Linked DNA regions of Anser cygnoides: region 2 is linked to region 1. The links are chromatin contacts, called in public Hi-C maps. All regions are on one chromosome and are shown on one strand. Each heading gives the region's core, a stretch centred on a gene start, on an enhancer-like site or on the middle of the called end of the contact. The rest is flanking DNA. Distances are from core to core; before and after follow the strand shown. Region 1 holds the start of STX16 (syntaxin 16). Region 2 holds the start of RAE1 (ribonucleic acid export 1).

What was found. A called contact is a pair of places that touch in the nucleus more often than the background predicts.
Region 2: a contact with region 1 is called in a Hi-C map of liver, with 5 times the contacts expected there. The contact joins the promoter of RAE1 here to the promoter of STX16 in region 1. A contact is called at or near these places in 2 of 7 Hi-C or Micro-C datasets (both in liver).

Annotation. Positions count from the first base shown.
Region 1 is chr16:5,395,808-5,402,791 of Taihu_goose_T2T_genome, reverse strand. It overlaps STX16 (syntaxin 16), which reads left to right and starts at 4,258. Exons shown (of 10, transcript XR_010825233.1): 1 at 4,258-4,556.
Region 2 is chr16:6,082,685-6,089,668 of Taihu_goose_T2T_genome, reverse strand. RAE1 (ribonucleic acid export 1) reads left to right here and starts at 3,073. Exons shown (of 13, transcript XM_066978366.1): 1 at 3,073-3,221; 2 at 3,659-3,755; 3 at 3,901-4,005; 4 at 4,831-4,923; 5 at 5,773-5,859; 6 at 6,763-6,849. The coding sequence starts at 3,666. It overlaps SPO11 (SPO11 initiator of meiotic double strand breaks), which reads left to right. Exons shown (of 19, transcript XM_066978361.1): 17 at 105-181; 18 at 382-493; 19 at 1,127-1,455. The coding sequence ends at 1,246.

The DNA.
Region 1 (6,984 bases), core at 3,009-5,508:
CATCTGCCTTTGCACAAGGTTGTCTGTCTTATTATGTATGTGACACATCTCTGCCTGCAAGCAGCAGTTTTTGCAGCTGAATTTTGATTTAAAAATTCCTCCCACCCCTCCGAGCAGACACAGTAGTCTTCACTGCCTACCCCAGCTTTAAATAAGACTTGGGTCCACCCGAGTTGATTGCATTTCAGTAGCAGGGAAGGAGCACTGATACATTTGCACAATCCATTCTACTGTTTTTGTGCATGCAGAAGAGCAGCTGAACTCAAGGGAACCTCTCAGTGTAGAGCAAAAGATGACAGAGTCCACTTAGATACATGAATTTCTTTCTCCTTATAATGTAAACATCCATTACTTGGGTATCTGTGTGGCCAACAAATTATTTTTTTTCTCAGATGTTCTTCTCTAATTCATTATATTCTACATCCTGTTGTTAAATTTGCAGTAAAGTTAGATCAATATGAAAAGACGGTTTCTTCAATGGTATTTCCAGGAAAAGTACATAATGTGAACAGTTGGAACCCAGAGAAAATAACAGTTCTCCTCTGTTTGTATTCCCACTGGGTGCATTTAGATTATAGCTCAGCAAAACAAAGAAATTATGGGCAACTATGTCTAATTTTCTTTTAAGAAAATTCAAATGCCAGGAGCTGGTAAGAAACCAAGGGACTTAATTTCAAAAATACCTTAGACAATTCTTACTCACATCTCATTGCCTTGTAGCACCACCTACAGAGAGGCTGTCAGAATCACATCCATTGCCAAAATTCAGGAAACTCCCAGTTCAATGGCCAAACAAATCCTGTTCCAGTGATTAAAACACTCCAGACACTGTGAGTTTGACAGCCTTGAAGCCTGAAAATCTTCTGCTACAGGATAAAGGCAATAATATGGCCAATTTTTCCAGAGGCCCCTCAATTCCCATGCAGAAAAAGTTTCTCTAGCAATGACAAAGCTAACCCAGTCACTTTGCTGATTAGTTATTTAGAAACTTTCCTGCAGAACTATTCTAGCAGCCAAGTGTCCCAGCTGCTCAAGGATGGTGGGATTTGCCATGGCAAAATGCATTTAATGGTCCATTAATCCTACCTTTGGCAAAAGCCAATTGTTCGAGCTTCCAAGGACGGCAGTATTTCACCTCCTCCATTTATCTACTCAATTACATAAGATAAAATGTCATGGGGATTGACTTGCATCTGATCACTGAAGCATAAGATTTGTTTGCCCTTGATTCAGCCTGAGTAGCTGGAGTGGGGATACAGACAGCCTTCTGCTAGGAACTGGACAGAGAGAAAGGAGATTGCAAGCACGGTGTAAAAGCTGGCTTTTGAAATATGGCCCTGATTATCTTCCCATTAAAAAGAAATGCTCAGCTATTCGCCTCAAAATAGAATTCTGAAATCTGGAGTGCTTTTGTCTTCCTTCGGAAACTTGATCCAAATGCCACAGTAGCAACCAGAAAGTTCCCTCCATTTTGGATCAGGCCTTAGCTGTGGGAGGCAGTGGCTGCAGGAATGTGTGCATGCACACAGCATTGCTACCTCATTGTTCATTAAGAACAGCAGAAAAGAACATTAAAAAATCAGATAAGAAGTCAAAGGAAAGCACAGCACTCCAAACAGAAGTAATATATATGGCAGTGAACTCTAGCACCAAGAAACAACAGCCCAAAATATTAGCAGTATATGCTTAGAAAGATATATTCAGGGATATGCGATGTTTTAAGATGAGAAAATATGATCCATTTTATTAACGGAGTGCTACTTCATAACATATTTGTTTGCCCTTGCCATGCACATAAGAAGGATATGCCAGTCCTCCAAAGGTTAGACATTTTCTTCTAATTTCTAGCTTGCATTTATTCATTACCAGATAGATTAGATCTACTATCTCTTCTCTGTTTAGAAAACTAATTTTGTCACAGAGTCATCAGGTTAGTCTAACACTATCCACCTTCTGTAAGTGCACGTTGTATTTCAGACCATTTCTATCTGTCATCATGTCTTGTATTATTCTTTCCTGCTAAATTTATCCAAAAGTCTTGTATATTAGTGGGATCAGACTTGAATCATTTTTCCCGTATTTAGATTCTGGAACAATTTTTCCTGCTCTCACATTGTGTTCCGCTGCTCCTGCAGCAATGTCGTTGCATAGCCAGACACATTCTTGACAGGCAAGCACTGTTAGGTGTCTGGGTCAGAAATTATTGTCCCATTTTCATCTTTATGTTTTGTTCCACTTGGATGAGAAAATTTCTATCTCTGTGCCTTCATTTCCTTTATGTACATTTCCACTATATATTAGGCATTCATTTGTGTCCTGCCTCTCCCCCTGTCTTCACCCCTACTTCTTCTCTACTTCATCTCCTGGTCTGTATGCCTGAAGAACATTTTGCTATTTGTTTTAATTTCCTTTGCAAGGCCTAACTCAGCTTTACTTCTGGCAAATTTCCCTTTATGCCTACACTTCCTAACTTCTAAGATGTAGTTTTCTTTGATTAATCTTTTTTTCCATTCCTTCTAGTCCCTTTGCTTATTCCTAATATCCACTTTGAAGTGGTTATTCACTGAGTTAGGTCTGGACTCCTTCCTTACAGAGTTTTATCCCTTTGTGTACTGGTCCCAAACACTTTTTACACCCTTTGCTTCAGTTCCCAGCCTTCCCAACATTCAAAACCTTTTAAGCTGTCAAAAATCAGGAAGTAAAAGACGCAAATGGCCAGTGTGCACCAACTTCCAGCACATTAGGGGCGTAAGGCTTCCCATTGGGCACACAGTTGCTAAATGAGATATTCCAACCAGTTTTCTCTGTGTAGGCATCCAGAACCAAAAGATTGCTGGAAGACCTCTGGCTGCATGCAAAATTCCACTCAGCTTATAGCCACAGTAGCGGTGCCAAGAGAAGGCTGGAGGATCATTAGCTGAAACTGTTCTCATAGAATAAAAAATTGTTACAGTAGATTAAAAATTAGCATGAAGAAATGAAGTATATACATATATTTTTAAAGTCTCTGTAAGGCAGCCAAAGTGAAAACACATTTCACCAGACCACGAAAAATGAAATGCATGTGTTGATCCTTGTAAGGCTGGAGTTTATTTCCTTGCTAAATTCCAAGTTTTTGTCTCTCCCACTGAGGCAGAAGGGCTGCTCAAATAAATGCCCAAAATGTCTTGCAACAGCAAAGGGATACTTCTTTCTATTTCTCATTGTACAAATCTGTCCAAGCGGTTAGATAAAATGGGGTAATGTTTCCAGAAAATGTGGTTGTGATTACACTCACTGTTCCTTCCATATGTGTAAATACTAATTTTTGATTTTTCTGGTGAGAATTTAAGCTGGAGATGCTCCTGGTGACCAGCATGCAGCAGCTGCCCTGACAGCCCCAGGGAACAGCTGATGCGATGTCCACAGAGGCCGGGCAGCCATCAGCACAGGCCTGGCGCCGGCAGCAGCGGGAGCTTGTCTCAGGGGTGAACAGCTGCCAGGCTGTCCGGTACTGAGGTGTCAAAAAGCAGAGAAAAAGATAATAATTTCAGCCACAGCCTTATTAAAAAGCCTCTTTTGGAAAGTCAAACCCAGTGCTGTCATTTTAAATGGCATGTTTATTTTGGGAGAATGTCCGGAGTTTTCAATTGTCTGAGCTGACATAAAGACCTGTGTGAGTTTTTTGTTTGTTTGTTTGTTCGCTTGTTTGTTTTGGGGAATACAGAATTCACTGAAAGCAAAGCAAATTTGTGGTAATGTTGGGGACTCAGAGGAAAAAAGTGAGGGAAGAGAAGCAAATCAAAAAGGTCATGCTACAATAGTATGCTTTGAACCAAAATTGTTTCTGTTAGAGATGCATCAAGCAGTGAGATAACTCTGTAAATGTACAGAGTTAACTGGAAACTCTCTGGAAATGTTAGGTCTTTTTTATGCTAAGACATTTTGTGCCATCACCAAGGGAGCCTGGTGATGGGTGCGTAAAGACGGATGCTGCCCTTTGAGACAGCGACCGCCACAAGGCACTAACACCCCTCACCACCACCGCCAAGGCCAGGACCCATAGGGTTTTGGGGTTGCGTCAGCCCTGTGAGAGGGGTTATTTCCCAGCTGTTTGGGCTGATCGAGGGGCTTTCTGCTCCTCCTGCCCTAAGAGGGCGGCGGGGGGGGCCGGCAGGGAGCCGGAACGCTAGTGCTGCGGCCTGCGGGCCCGGGCGGAGCGGGGCGGACGGCGGCGGGCGCTGCACAACGCGGAAGCGGGCCGGGCCGCTGCCGGCGGATCCGGGGGCATGGCCGCGGCCGGCGGCCGGGGGCGCCCGGTGCCGGGGGCCTTTCCCCGGGCCCTCTGAGCGGGCCCCGGGCGGGGCTGGGGCCGAGGGCCCGGCGTTGAGGCGCTGAGCGGCCCCGGGGCTGGGGGGGTGGGGGCGCCGGCTCGGGAGGCCATGGCCACCCGGCGCCTAACGGACGCGTTCTTGTTGTTGCGGAACAAGGCGGTGCAGAGCCGGCAGCTGCTGGCCGAGCAAGTGAGTAGTTACGGCTCCTCCAGCCCTCTGAGTTCACGTAGCATGGCTGCTGCGGTGAGTCTCCTCCCTTCATCCTACCGTACCGTGCTGAGCCGAGCCGGGTGCCCGCTCCCCAGACCCCACCGAGCCCCCGGTGCTGCTCCCCTCCCCTGTCCCCCCCGTCCCCCCGTGCTCCCCTTTCCCAAAAAGCGAATAGAAGAGGCCTGGCTCTGGGCTCGCCGCGCCTCTGTTTAATTCAGATAACTTCATGGCGGTGTTGACATGAGGTTTTTGTCCATTGCTTATTTTTTTTCTGCTGTCTCCCCAGTGGAAAAAAAAATAATAATTTGTTTCACAGAGCAGAGCTCTTCTATCCGCTGCAGTGTGGGCACCGTTAAATACAGTACTGTAGATTATCCCTGTTGTTGCTTGACTTTTTCCATAGTTTGTTCCGATGTCTGTTGTTTCCCCAAATGCGAGTAATACCCAAAGTCATCTCATCTGCAGCAGGGGGACGTCAGGAGGTTCTAGTGTGATCCCTCTTAACGGAAACTTCGAAAAGCTATTTGTTCTGTGGCACTGTGTGTGGCTTTGTCTAAGTTTTGAGCTCGTCACACTGGGATGGCAATCTTAAAGGTTGCTTTGAAAGGTTCAGAATTTTTGAAATAATTCTTCCCGAAGTAGGTACAAAAAGGTGTTTATAAACAAGCAGTTTCCTTAGAGCAATTTGAAGGGTGTTTGAAAACTGTTGATTGCAGTAATGAAACAGCCTGGCAGCTCAGCTTTACCAGTTTTTAAAGCTGATTCTTCAAACTTACCATTTGTAATAGCCTCCAGTAAATATCTTTACGCACTCCCATCTTCCCATTAAAGCTTTTTGTGTTTTTTTTTTGTTTTTTTTTTTTTTTTAGGAAAAGCAGTGCTTCATGCTGCAAAACTTATTTCAGCTGATGAGTTGCCACTGAACAGTCTTTTGTTCATTTTTAATTTCGTTACATCTGTATCTATACAAGCTGTGCATCAAATTGCATTTATAGATCCGGAAATATCAGTAGTGATATGTATTATGCGTGCTTCATTAGGCATTGCATTTGGTTCTCAGTAATTTTTCTTGCCAATATCATTTTTTTGATCCTTGAAATTTTTTGATCCTTGAACTTTCCTACAGGCTACCGAGCAGCGAAACTACTTTTACTCAACAGCAAGTGCAATAACACTGAGCACTTGCATAAGATGTTTGTTTACAGTCTTTGTTGATACGAACTGAAGCATTTTCTAGGATGCTGATTCAAATATAACCAAAGTGAAGTGTTTGGAAATTGTTAGGGCCTTGTCAAGCAGATGAGTCAGTGGCTCAGCCGTGATCTGGTGGACAGAGTTCTGTAGCAGCTCCCTGTTACAAGCATGGCAAGAAGTGTACAGGTGGTGCTGTGAGCTCTTCACCTTCGTGTTTCCAAGGTGTTTATCACTATTAGCTGGTTACTTTTTCTTTTGGGTGGTATTCCCAGAGCAGAGCCCCTGTATACAGGGCAGTGTTGCTAATTCTAGCTCATAGTGCTTTGATTTAGCTTCATTCATTCTCTAGGCTTCTCCTGAAAAGTCCTGTGTTATGAGAGCTGTATGTCAAAACCTGCTTTCTGCCCTGGAAGATGTGTTCTCGTGCTGACTGTCAACCACCCCTTAAACTCAGATAATCAAAATAGCATTCTAGACAATATGGTAGTATTTCAAGATCTTGGTATAGGATAAAAGAGGTCATTGATGGAAGCCTTCTGCTTTGTTAAACCACAAATACGTTGTCCTTGTTATAGATCTCAGTGCTCACACATACCCCCTACGCTACAAGGAGTGATGAGTTACAAAGGTGCAGATACATTGCAGATGCTAATTTTTGGGGGGTTTGGGGGTGCACATAAAACTAAGGGTATCTGAAACTAGAGCATAATTGAAGTTTATACATAAGTGAGCAGGAACTGTGTTTGCTTTCGCTTTTCGTCATTTGCTGTCTGTTTTAACCTGTGATGACTGGGATGCTTACCAATAAATGTCCTACTGAATTCTGTATGTGGATCCTCCAATCAGAGTCAAACCTAAATCACCAGTGGATGTTAAATACTACAGTCAAATTACCCTTGCTGTCATGCTTCAATATATTGCTGCTTTTCAATTTGAAATTTTAGTAACTAGAAACTTCACTGTGCAGCTAGTATGGAAATCAAACGGGTTCTTAACCTGATCTCTCTGTTAATCAAGCAGCTGAAATACAAAAAAAAAAAAAGTTTGTACATCAAGCAAAATGCTTACTCAAATATATCATGATACTGAACTTCTATTGAATAGTGTTTTAAGTCAATTTGTTTTGTTTTTTTGTAAACAATCATGTTTAATAAATAAAAAGCCTAGGATATGGTCAATTGAGAAAATACTATATCTGTCCTATGTCTCTTTTTTTTTTCTTTTATTTTTTTTTGCTGTCTCTAACTGGATGGGGCTGATGGGATCC
Region 2 (6,984 bases), core at 1,824-4,323, 690 kb before region 1:
CACTAACCACCTCTGTAATAAAATCTGTTATCTAGGAAGGCATATATTTCAAATGATTTAAACTAAAAGTCACTGAATGTTGTAGTTGATTCTTCTTATTTCAGTCAATGTCTTTTGAGGCCCATCATCTCACTGTTCCATCCGTAAAGTGGCTTGGTCTCCTTCCATCTGATCTGAAGAGGTTAGTTATTATCCAAAAGAAACAGAAGTATTCTTCTTCTATTTCATAGATAGTAAATACAATCTGACTTAATGCACAAACAAACAACTGACATCCATTATTGTTTTCATACATTATTTTTGGCTTATTATAAAGAAGTAAGTTGGAATCAGTATTTCTGAAATACATAAGAAAATTTAACAACTTTATTTACTTTTCAGATTAAATATATGCAAAGATGTCCTGATTCCACTTACAAAGCAAGATCAAAATAAGTTAGCAAGTATACAAAAGAGACCTTACATTGCTTGTCAGCCAATGTGGAAGAAAGAGGCATGTATAAACCTAATGTTTCTTGTTTCTTACTCCCCACAAAACAAATCCTGTCATCTGCAATCCTGTTTCTCTTTATTTTTATAAACTCTTAGTATAGCAGAAAGGTTTTGCAGCACTAAAAGTCAGCAAGATTGATAAGTTCATGTTCACTGTCTCTCTGAATCACTGGGGCTCAATGGTTCACAGGCCAGGACTGGCAGCTTTTTTAGCCTTCCTGCTATTAGTCATCTGATGATCATAAGCTGTACATGGGATTTTACTGTTTTCCTAAATATTGTAGAATATATTACATACTTAGAAATAGGGGAACACAAAACAGTTTCTTATTCTGTACTTGTCCTCTGATCTTGCCTGTAACTTTTAAATCATCTATTGTGTGAAATGGTTAGAAAGGAAGAAAAGGTATTGTGTACCTTCTCCTTGCTGTTTATACTCACCTTATAAGTTATTTGTGTTACTGTGAGGTACACACATGAACATAAATAATCTCAGCTCAGTGACAGGGATTTTGCAGCACCATTTACAGTAATACTAACTTTACAGCTCTATATGCACATCCAACAAGTGTAATTCTTATTTAAATAATAAGATGAGGTGGTTACAGCATCACAAATTTTGTTCTTTTTTTAGCTGGAAATTATGGCAGCATCTAAAATGAAGGCTGAAATTCAAGCTTTAACTTCTCTTTCATCAGATTACCTTTCCAGAGTCTATTTACCAAACAAATTGCAATTTGGTGGATGGTTATGAATGCTTGTTTGCCAATTAACTGTTTTTCTTGATAATACTTTCTTGACCACTTCTTGTTCAGTTTATCACTACAGATAGATTATGCTAGATTATGCTTACCTATTCTTTCTCTTTCAAACTATAAAAGAAATTACAACTCTTTTACAGAATATTGTTTGTTCCACTCTGTGCCTTCTGCACTAATGATTTCAAATGCAGTGGTACATACATAACAGGATACTGAAGTACGTTCTTCCTAGCTAGAGAATATTAAGTTATACCTGCTTGTTAAAATTGTACCAAGGAATTATTTTGCCTTCTGTTAAAGCAGAAATTAATGCTGTACAGTCCTTTTAATTTTTGAAGAGTAAAAGGCTTTGTTAACAATTTTTTGTAAATGTCTCCTTCTGGAAATAATTTTAAGTACAGCACTGTGGTATTTTGTGTTCACTGTAAACTCAGACCTAAAAGTCAGAGATAGTTCTTCATTACAGCATATCTCAAGCAGCTATAAATGTTCCAGCAACCAAACTGCTATTTGTTTTCAATGAACAAGTAAGCAAGCAGATGTTACTGATTAAGAATTTAATAAACAATCCTGTTAATGATGCACATCATAACAAAATCATGTTCGTCTTTTTTTTTTTTTTTAAGTTGACCCTAAAACAGTAAAAAGAAGCCGGAAACTGCAGTGATTAAAGCGTATAATATATTTTACATGAAGAAACCAAATTGAGTACATAGAAAATATTTCTAAAACTGATCCACATCGTCACCGAATAATATTTTCAGTAGACTTTATATTTTACTACTGCTCCACCAGTATCCAATTCAAAAGGAACTCGAATTCCTTTTTATTTTCTGCACTGTAGCAGTGTTACTGCCTACTAGCAACATCCAGTGTCTGGGTGCACAAATTATCTCGATCCACAAGTAATACACCAGCAGGAGCAACAAGAACGTGTCAGTCGTTGCTGTAAGAGGGCGAGATTAGCAGACAAGTAGTCTGGGTGAGGCTGCACCTCGAGTGCTGTTTTTGGGCCCCTCAGTACAAGAAGGACATCGAGGCCCTGAAGCGTGTCCAGAGAAGGGCTACGAGGCTGGTGGAGGGCCTGGAACACAAGTCCTGTGAGGAGCCGCTGAGGGAACTGGGGTTTAGTCTGGAAAAGAGGAGGCTCAGGGGAGAACTTTAAAAGAAGCTGTGGGGAGCTGGGGGTTGGCCTCTTCTCACGGGCAACTAGCGATAGGACTAGAAGGAATGGCCTCAAGTTGTGCCAGGGGAGGTTCAGGTTGGAAATGAGGAGACATTTCTTCTCAGAAAGAGCAGTCAGGCGTTGGAAGGGGTTGCTCAGGGAGGTGGTGGGGTCACCGTCCCTGGGGGTGTTCAGGGAAATGTTGGACGTGGCACTTAGGGACATGGTTCAGTGGGTGACATTGGTGGTAGGGGGATGGTTGGACCAGATGAACGTGGAAGTCTTTTCCAAGCTTAACGATTCTGTGATTCTACACCTGGCCTTACATGAGACTGTTTTCATGACAGTGAGCGAGTTTCCACAACCCTCGCAGAAGCTTCTACCACCGCCTAAGTCCACTTGAATTTAAACGCGTCGGGTTTCCCCACCTCGTACCACTAGCTGCATTTAGCGTCCCTGCAGTATTTAAGCGGAGCTGGAACCGCTTTCACCCGCCTGCCTTCCTTAAATCCCTCCTCTTCGGGAGGAAAAACAAACAAACAAACAAACAAAAAAAAACACCTCACAAACCAAGCACCGCCCAGCGCGGGGTCAGAGCCCACCCAAAAGCCCCTCGGCCAGGACCCGCGGCCCCCCGCAGGGGCGCTAACCGAGCCCCCACACCCCTCAGCCCCGAGCCCCCTTGGCGGGGCCCCGCCGCCCGCCCCCGGGCCCGGCCCGCTCTGGGCGCAGGCGCCGCCACCTCCCCGCTGTCCGCGGCGCCTGCGCGGCTCGGCGCGGCCTGCACGGGGAGCTGCCCCTCGGTGAGCGCGGGCTGCGCCCCGGGCCCCGCAACGGCCTGGGGCCGGTTCTAACGGGGCCCCCGGACGGCCGCGGGGCGCCGGGACAGCCGCGACATGGCGCTGCCCCGCCCGCGGGGCCTCCTGCGTGCCCCCCCGGCCGCGGCGTAGGCCGGGCCCCGCAGGGGGGCTGCGGGCTGGGGGCTGCGGGCTGGGCGCTCGGCGGGGCGCGGCTGGAGGGGGGCTGCGGCCGGGGCCTGCCGGGGGGGTGGCGGGGACTCGGCTGCAGCCAGAAATGCCTTTTTTTTTTCTGCTTTGGAATTTCCCGTGTTTTTGTATATTTGGCTGCCTCCTCCTGGCTGGGGTGAAGGGTGTTGTGCGCGTGCTGGCTGTGGTGGGACGCAGTGCGAGGGGTGCCCGTGGGCCTTGTGGATCTCAGAGGGACGTTTTCTCGTTTGCAGAGCAAGGATGAGTCTTTTCGGATCAACCTCAGGGTTCGGTACTGGAGGTACCAGCATGTTTGGCAGTACCACTGCGGATAACCATAACCCGATGAAGGTACGCGTGTTAACCCCTGCGGGAGCACCGCTGCGTCGTGGTGTGTCGCAGCACTGCGACCTAACTCATCCCAGAGGAGTCACAGGAGCTCAGTGACACAGTTTTCAAGTATGGCTAATTTTATTTTGTCGCCTGCCCTTTACAGGATATTGAAGTAACGTCTCCACCTGATGACAGCATATCTTGTTTAGCGTTTAGTCCACCGACACTGCCGGGTAACTTCCTAATAGCAGGATCGTGGGCAAACGATGTAAGTACTCGCAGTGAGGCCTACAGATGAATAAAGTAAAAGCATTAGTGCCTAAAGTGCAAAATGTCCTAAAGACTTAGGCTAGGGCAACTGAAGATCTTTCTCTGTAGTTGCAGACTTGTTTCTGAATGCCTAGGCACTAGAAATCTTGACACAGCAGCTTTATCTGAGACACTGCGTTGTGATATAAGTCGTTCCTCTGCCTATGGTTTTAAAGTTCTGCTCAGAATATGTAATTAATGTTATTCCTGTTAGGTTTTTATTACTTTGTTGTTTGCTTTTTTCTGAGTTTTCTTTTTCAGCTTCATTTTCTTATAGAATTAGACTGACATAGTTATAATTTGCCCAGCGGAAGAACGATGCATGCAGTGGTAAATCTTAGCTGGTTTGACAGGATAGTCTCAAAAAAAAAAAAAATTTAAGCTCCTATAGCTTTGCTGAAATTTCTGTTTGGATCCAAGTGTTTGATCCCAACTGACACAGTCAGGGAGGGGAAAACAAAAATTGAGTGCAGCTTTTAACTGTTCTGTTTGGTCTGTTGGCTGGTGCCCTGCAATCATCAGCTTGCAGCTGACAGTTAAGGGTTCCCCAGGAGAGCACTGCGAGGTGTTACGTGAGGCACACATAAGGCGCTTTGGAGGTGGAATTGTGGGGCTGAGTGTGGATGGTTGTTTAGGTGAAGGGAACATAGCGGAAACAAGGTTTCAGTTGGTTCAAAGAAGAGTTTAGTGTTTGTAATCATATAATAAACTAAGGCTGGAATCTTTAAAATGAGAAGTTGATAATACTAATATGTTACATCTATATCTGTGTCTTCTGTTCCAGGTTCGCTGCTGGGAGGTTCAGGATAATGGACAGACAATTCCAAAGGCTCAGCAGATGCACACAGGGCCTGTACTAGATGGCTGCTGGAGCGATGTATGTCCCTATTTAAAAATAAACAATTAGTGTTAACTATAAACCTAAATAAGTTGGCATGTGGTTTCCAGAGACGCAAGTGCCACGTGTGATAAATCCTCTGGTTACTGTATAGACCTATATGACTGTAAATGTGTGCTAAGCGTGTTGTAATAGAATAGATTGATGTGGGCAGATGAGATGGGTAAAAGTGTAAAAGGACTTATTTAAAGCTAGGTAATAGCTAGCACAGTTTGCTTGTTTGGTTTAAAACAAAATTTAGAAAAGGCCTTGAATGAAGAACCTTAAATCTGAAACTGTATTTTAAGCTGAATTTTCATTGAGTGTGTATTTTTCACAATATAGGATGTGTTTCTTATAAGATTTTACCATGCCCGTGGAATTCTGCAGAAGTATATTCACAGCAAAAGTACACAGTCTGAAATTGGCTAGTCATGACTTGACCAGCAAAATGGTTAAAGGTTTTATCAGGACTGTTTACATAATGTTTCAAAGTACAAGGAGGAAAAAAAAAAAAAGCAGTAACAAAAGCAACCATCTCTTCCCAAAAAGCTGTCTAACTACATACTGAATATTTTTGCATTATTTTTGCATTTTACCTTATCTTTGTTACTGCTCTATAGGTATAAGGAAACAGTAATGGGTAAGCATGAAGAAATACCTGTTCTGAAGTTTGTTTTGAACTGTTCTGAAGTATTGTAAAGAAATTTCCATTATGTTTCTTTCGTCTTGCAATCCCTGTGTATGTCACGTTAATGTTATTGTATTAGAATAAGACCTGAAAATTTTCTGGTAGGTATTGCATGATGCAGATATATTTAATCTCTTGGGCTGTTTCTTGTTTTTCAGGATGGAAGTAAAGTATTTACTGCTTCCTGTGATAAAACTGCCAAAATGTGGGATCTCAATAGTAATCAAGCTATTCAGATTGCACAAGTAAGTCCCAAGCTAATTGGTATAATTTTTTTCTCTTCTCTGTTTTTATTAAAAGCTACCTTTTTTAGTTAGTTAAGATAATGTCTAATGCTTACAAAGTAGATACTGCTATATGAGAAAGCGATTGCAGAATGCCTTTTGTTTTGTTGAGATATTGAAGTGGATATAGATAGGGAGATAAGCAATCAAAGTGATTTGAGTAGCCTGTGCAGCTGTTCCTTCTACTTTACCTGAGATCTCTTTCCATCACCGCTGTGATGTTGCTAAGTCACTCTGCTGCATGCTAATTACACAGTCTGAGCCTACATGTTTTTTTCAGATATCTTGCATTGTTTTAGGTGCCTAGTAACTGCTATCGCTTATCTCCTGATTTCATTATAGATTGGTTTAGCCTTCCTTTTTCCACTTAAAAATTATAAGATAAAGAAGATAACAAAACACTGTTGAATTTACTTTCACAAATACCAGCTTTTTGCTGATATCTTATCCTTGATTTAAAAATCTTGGTTTAATTAACGTAGGCCTCTCTTCTGTATTCATTGTCAGAAGAGAAAAAAACAAAAGTTTTTTTTCCTTAGCATCGTGGGTAATGTACTTCATAAATAAATAGAAGACTCTTCTTTTCATAGTTTGTATGTCTGCTTTGATTAACTTCCTGTATAGGGTGACTTATTTGTAGTTCTTTGCTTCAGGAGTCATTTTTTTCCTCTGTGGATGATTTTGCAATGCTAAAGAACACAGTAAGGTCCCGACCTGCAACCTTTATCCGAAGTGCTGTGACTAAAATAGTTGTTTTTCTTGAATGGTTTAAAAAGTGTAAATACATGCAAAAATATGAGAAACATAAACAAGAAATGCAGGCTGTTATCTTAGTATGTGTATCGTGTCTTTTTTCTTCCTCAGCATGACGCTCCTGTGAAGACTATCCACTGGATTAAAGCACCAAATTATAGCTGTGTGATGACAGGAAGCTGGGATAAAACTTTGAAGGTGTGATTTTTACATGAACGAATGGACACAAAGCATGCTAATAATCTTTTTATGAAAATATTAGTCTAATGTGAAGATATTTGTTAAACACACTGAAGCTTTCTTCACAAAGAGTGAAGTAAGCTCTCTGACTAT